Regions from separate parts of the Gossypium hirsutum genome. Here region 2 is linked to region 1. A link is a contact called in public Hi-C data. All regions are on one chromosome and are shown on one strand. The core of a region is the stretch at or near the end of the contact, and the rest is flanking DNA. Distances in the headings are between cores, read along the strand shown.

Evidence for each region. A called contact is a pair of places that touch in the nucleus more often than the background predicts.
Region 2: a Hi-C map of leaf shows a contact between it and region 1, with 1.7 times the contacts expected there. The contact joins the promoter of LOC107945354 here to the promoter of LOC107945361 in region 1. A contact is called at or near these places in 2 of 34 Hi-C or Micro-C datasets (both in leaf).

Annotation. Positions count from the first base shown.
Region 1 is chrD12:29,475,164-29,478,330 of Gossypium_hirsutum_v2.1, forward strand. It overlaps LOC107945361, which reads left to right and starts at 1,590. Exons shown (of 2, transcript XM_016879335.2): 1 at 1,590-2,160; 2 at 2,500-3,167. The coding sequence starts at 2,507.
Region 2 is chrD12:29,725,647-29,728,813 of Gossypium_hirsutum_v2.1, forward strand. LOC107945354 (protein CONSERVED IN THE GREEN LINEAGE AND DIATOMS 27, chloroplastic) reads left to right here and starts at 1,427. Exons shown (of 7, transcript XM_016879321.2): 1 at 1,427-2,079; 2 at 2,282-2,434; 3 at 2,573-2,650. The coding sequence starts at 1,849.

The DNA of each region.
Region 1 (3,167 bases), core at 340-2,839:
GGAATTATTAAAGGCTTGGAACTCTCCAAACCAAACTTATTCACTAAGTTCCTCACTTACTTCTTTTGTGATAGAAAAGTATCATCTTCCATTTGCTTAATTTGAAGTTTTGAGTAAGCAAAGAAATTTATTGTTGAATGTCTTCTACTGTAGTGGAGTCAATAATGGGCATTGTGTCTATCACTTGCCAAACAATACTCCTTCCACCTTTGGTTTTGCTACGTTTGGCTTCATCCAAGTTCATTTCAAAGGTCTATAACGAGCCAATTAGCTCATCAATCCATAAACTATCTAGGTACTTTGCCTCCTTGATGGCAATGACTTTGATATCAAATCTCTTAAGTAATGATCTCAACACCTTCCTAACCAATTTGGAATTGAAATATTCTTCTACAAGGGCAAATGCTTGATTAGACAGATCACAAAGTTTTGCATAAAATTGACCAATGGTTTGTAAACTCTGCAATCTTAGGTTCTACATCTTAGAATGCTTTATGTATTGGTTCTTTCATGGGCAGTTTAAAGGATGTTACATGCCTATTTAGTAATTGTACACTTTGATACCCTCTTAAATTCTTGTTCATTGACATCACAAAAGATAACATAAAGAGCTTTCAAATGATATTTGCAAGACTTTCTTCATCAATGGTCTAAGCTAACTCAATTCTTCCTACTTCTGTCTCAATCATAGGTGGTTGTCATCCTGTGAGAACAAAACATCATGCTTTCTCATTAGTGGACTTGATGAAGGCTTTCATTCTTGCCATCTAATAAGCATAGTTAGAACCTTTCAACATAAATGGATCGAGCAATTAAAGATCATTTCATATCTAACAATTAACAAAATCAGGAAACACCATTAGCTAAGTGTTAGGCTCTTATACCACATGTTGAAACGGACAGTTGCTAATTTCTAAGAAAAATAGAGTGCTTTAATGGAAGTGATGGTTGTAGTGGCTACTACAATTACCACTACGATGAACACAACAAAAGAACAAAACACACAGGATTGTTTACGCAGTTCGCTTTCCCTATATCTTTGAAGCCTAGCTCAGTGAGTAAATCAACTATCTTTAATCTCAGTACAACAAATGATTCAAGTTTTATCACACCTTGATATAGAAACCTCACTTTTGTACCTCAGGATCTAAATCACTCACCTCTAAGTTCTCCACAGTAAACTAAACATGTTTACTCTCTCATGCACTCTCAAAAACATGTTCCACTATGAAAAAAATAAGTACTATCAATACCAATACAAAACATATACAAGTGTCTCAAATATATAAGATTTCGAGAATTGCTAACATGCTAGAGATTAATTACAATTCAGTCTCCTATTAAATAGTTGTTAAAATAGCAAGATACAATATAATAATAAAGATTAATGTAAAGTGGATTATGGAGATATGTCTTCAATTCTATCTCGATCCAATCCAACCTTTAAGATAAATTGCTTCAAATGGATTGATATTCGTATATGAGGTTTCATACTTTCACAATATCAATATCATTTAAAGCCTAAATATTTTATTTCAAAAATTGTGAATTTCAAAATGACAAGTAATAATCAGCCGTAGTGTTTAAGTGTAACTATCACTACAGTTGACACTTAAATAATCACTTCGAAGTTTTACGTCAACAAATCTGATGATCTTAGCATGATCATCAACACCTTCAAGATAGTTTTGGTAACCTTCTACTCTCATCATATTCAAATTTCATGAATTCTGAAAAAAGAAAAAAGAGTAACGACTAGATAGCTAAAAAAATCTAAAAACAGGGAATACCCCAATGATTTTATTGTATTGCATTGTGATGTAGTCACTCACTGTCTGGAACTTTCCTCTTGACAAAAGGAAATTTTGATGTTTGATACTTTGGACCAAACCAATGCACTCGCGTAGATGGTCGGACAAATCCAACGCACAACTAAGCTCAAAGCTAACCAGCACTAGTTTATACTTACACTTGCTTTTTTTCTTACAAAAAAAAAAGGCGCACGTGTTCCTTTGACCTCGATGACTCCAAAAGAAGGTTCCAAAAAACAGAAGTTTTTGCTTGCTCGCTCGCTCGCTTCATGCCCTAATCTCTTTTTGCTCTACTCTCTTATTCAGTTCAAAAAAATTGTGAATTCAGTTTCATAGTTCGTTATTTCAGGTGGGTTTTTGCTCTCTTTCTATTTTAGTTTGTTTTTCTTAACCGTTTCACTTCTTTTTCCTTCCCGAGGGGGTTATGGATAAAGCTGAAACTTCGGTGTCTGGAACTCGTTCATGGTTTATGTTAAGGTGTTTCCTTCTTTTATTTAATGTTCTGATTTGAGATGGGTAGATTTGTGGTCGGAGTTTTTGTTTTATTTTTGGTTTCTATTGATTTATTAGAAAACCGTTTGACTTTGATCACCCTTTGACTTGCTAAGATGAAATGACATTAGGAATTTTGGTGATTTTGATTAAGAAATAAGTTTAACTTTATATGGCTTTTGGCTGAAATTTTTAGATTTGGGATGATACTGAGGAACTTGGAAACTGAAATGCCAGGTGGTCGGAAATTTTCCAGAATAGGTACTTTAGAGCTGAAATCTCAGATTGTAAGGAAGATTGGGCGTATAAAAACGGAGGAGTACTTCAATCTGCTTACTAGATTTTTGAGTCTTAGGATTGGGAAACCCGAGTTTGATAAGCTCTGCATTGATACAATAGGGAGAGAAAATGTTCGTCTTCATAATAATCTCCTGATATCAATTGTTAGAAATGCTTCGCTTTCAAAGACTCCTCCATCGGTGGAGAACAAGTTTGAAGCTTCTTTAAGTGTTAAAGCGTCAAATGGGTACCAAAGAAGCAATCTTCAGTCACTGTGCAAAGACTTTCCTCAATCCCCTCGTAAGAGTCGGACTCCGAATCTTCGTGATCGTAAGTTGAGGGACCGCCCAAGTCCTTCAGGGCCTCATGGGAAGAGCCATAACAATACTACCTGTGAGGATGCAATTCGTAAAGTTCAAGAACAGCAGAGTGCTACTGAGTTTCTTTCTTTGGGTAGCAGACCGCCTGGCTCTGTCGAGGATGGAGAAGAGGTTGATCAAGCTACGGGAAGTCCGGGCACTTACAGTAGAAGTCCTGTTAGAGCTCCACTTGGCATCACTTTGAACACTAAAGGAATGCGAAATT
Region 2 (3,167 bases), core at 177-2,676, 250 kb after region 1:
GTTGATTACTTTAAAGTGGTTGTTGATATGATTCATTTGGCATGTTGATGATTGATTGAAAATGGTTACTTGTGACATGTTTTAGTTCATAATTGAACTAAGTTATAATGTTTGAAAATGGTAGAAGGTGATTTGGTAAGTATACATTATGTAAGTTAACTATGTTGGTACATTTGATGCCTTATTAGTTTGTGTCATTGTGACTATATCATGTTGTATGTTTTGAATGGCTCAAATGACATGTTTTGTATTGGAATAGTAATGGTCAAATTTGATGTTTGATTTGTTAGAAGTTGAATTAGGTTCGAGGATAGAAATGAGATCAAATAAATGCATGTTTAGGTAAGTTTAAATATTTGCGTTTGAGGTGCCTTGATTGGCATATTGGTTGATTCATTTGGGATCATTAAATTGGTCATTATATGTAAGTTTTGATAAGGTTTTAATGCTTTGATAATGTGCACTAAAAGTTTTTTTGGTGGATGCATGAATAGTTGTTGGAAATGGCTTGAATTTGGCCAATTTCATGTCCACACAGCTTAAGACACGGACGTGTGACTTAGCCGTGTGTGAAACACAGCCAAGCGACATGGACGTGTGTCTCCTGTAGATTTAGTTGCATGCAAGTCAGGTTGTTACACGGCCTAAAATACGGTGTGGGACACAGGCGTGTGGAGCTATTTTGAGAGTTACACGGCCTGGCACACGGGCATGTAGCTTGGCCATGTGACTCAACTCAGAGAGTTACATGGGCACGAACACGGGCTGGGACACGGTCGTGTGTCCCTATTTCGATTGTTACACGGCTTGAGACACGGGCATGTGTCTCAGCCGTGTGAGTCACACGGCCTGGCCACACTTAGTTGCCAGCAATCCTTATTTATGAAATATTATTTGGTGAGTGCATTTGATTGTAAAACCTTTGTGTTGTGATTTTACAAGCTAAGTTCTCCAAGGGGGAGAATTTAGTGTAAGATTTCTAGTCTTTAAAGGTACAAGTGTGAGTAAATTGTCACTGGGGTATGATAGGTTTAGAATCATTGGTTGTAAATGTTTGAAAATAGTAGATACTTCTCACTGAGCTAAGCTCCACAGATGTAGATAAATCGAATTGCATGTCCCCTATAGAAGTGTCAACTTCTCCAATTACTTTTGTTAATACCTAGCTTGTTACCTAACAACTAATTACAGGTCAACAATCTAAACAATGTCAACGCCAAAACTTGAATTTGGTCCAAATGCTTGGAAAAGAAATTCACTTTCACTTCTTGCAACTACTTATTGGTAATTTTTAATTTTAATTTAAATTACAGTATAAAATATTTTGAAATAATAATGTTTTATAATTTGTAGCGGAACCCAACCCAAAAATTTTGATCGTGGAAAGGCCTAAGTCATGATGGGGGGACAACCCTGGATCCATGGTTCTCACAATCTAATAAACTCTCGCTCGTGGAAACACCAGGAATACACAAAAGATAGCGTGCTTCTCAATTACTGTCACAGTTTGCCTTCATTAAGCAACACCTTCCCATCTTCACTTCTCCTACCACACACACACACACACACACACACACACACACACACAAAAAAGGCAGTTTAATGGCGAGATATATTTCAAAGATAGGTCCCATTATTAAGAACCCATCAATGGAACAAGACAAAAAAACACAAACTAATTCTATGGTTGTTTCTGCTCCACGTACATTATTTAACACTAAACCATGTTTTTTCTTTATAAAGAAATTAACTCAATTATCAACTGTTGCGATCTCTTCTCTTCGCCTCTCCTGTTTCTTGCTCCTAAAACATATAGTCGCCTGCTTCGAACTTAGTTGAGAAAGATAGATGCTTAGGTTAAATGTTTATTGTTCTCTAAATATTCCTATTCCGGAACATATTAAGCTTGGGAGTAGTTATGGTTCAGGCTTACCTAAGTTCCGTGGTGGACCCAAGCTGCCTCGTCGGGTTTCAGTCAGGGCGTTAAAAGATGAGATGGACGGTGGTATGAGCGGCGGCTTTCAAGGCCGGAGCTGGGAACCTGGCTTGGAAATTGAGGTCCCTTTTGAACAAAGACCGGTATGTTCTGCGCATTTACTGTAACTAAAATCTCAAAGTTCCTTTGAAAGCATGGAAAAGCTTGTGATTTGCTAGGCATACATGGATTCTGAGTCGGATGTAACATGTCTTGTAGGCTATCTAATCTATACTGTTATCAATGCATTTCTTATATATATATATATATATGATCATACTCACCATTATCTGTTTGGCGAAATAGGTGAATGAGTACTCGTCCCTGAAAGATGGACCTCTGTATTCATGGGGCGAACTGGGACCAGGCCAATTTTTCCTTCGACTAGGAGGACTCTGGCTGGTAACTTTCACGGTTCTTGGAGTCCCAATAGCAGCTGCAAGCTTTAATCCTTCAAGAGTAATGTTATTCAGACTCGTCATTTTCCTTAATTATTTATGTTCCAACACATATTGGAACAAGCATACCCTTATCGAAAACATTCCGGTACGACACAGTATAATTGGTCCAAATAACGTTCTAATTCACACCTTGCAGGAACCTTTAAGATTTGTGCTTGCAGCTGGAACAGGAACTCTCTTCCTCGTGTCACTGATTGTATTAAGAATTTATCTGGTATGTTTATCTTCTTCAAGTTTTTAGACTGTTTCAGTCATGGCCATTTGTTAATCATTCCGGTGGGTATAATTGTGTTTGCCATGTATATCTAAGAAACATGCCGGCTTCAATATGCATGTGATTTATACATGAAAAGATTATAGCTTTGCATCAACGTAGTAGTCTCATCATTTATGCAGAACGATTTTGTTTCGGTATATTCATGTGGAGTATAAACAGAAAGAAGCATTTTTATTGAGACTTGAACACATTGGGGCCTTTGATTCATTCAACTGTTTCCTTGATTAGACGGATGGAATCAAAACATAATATAACTCAAGTAGCTGTAACCATAAAAGCATGATCCATTTGAATAAATTTGACAGGCTAAAAGTCTGGTAAGCACCGGTAAAAGCACCATAGGACTAGTTTTTAATAGTAAGAATGGGTGAAATTTTTAATAGATGATCAGTTTGCTCTTTGATCTAATGTACAGAGATTAATATGTCTATTTCTTCTATAGAGAAGGCAAAAT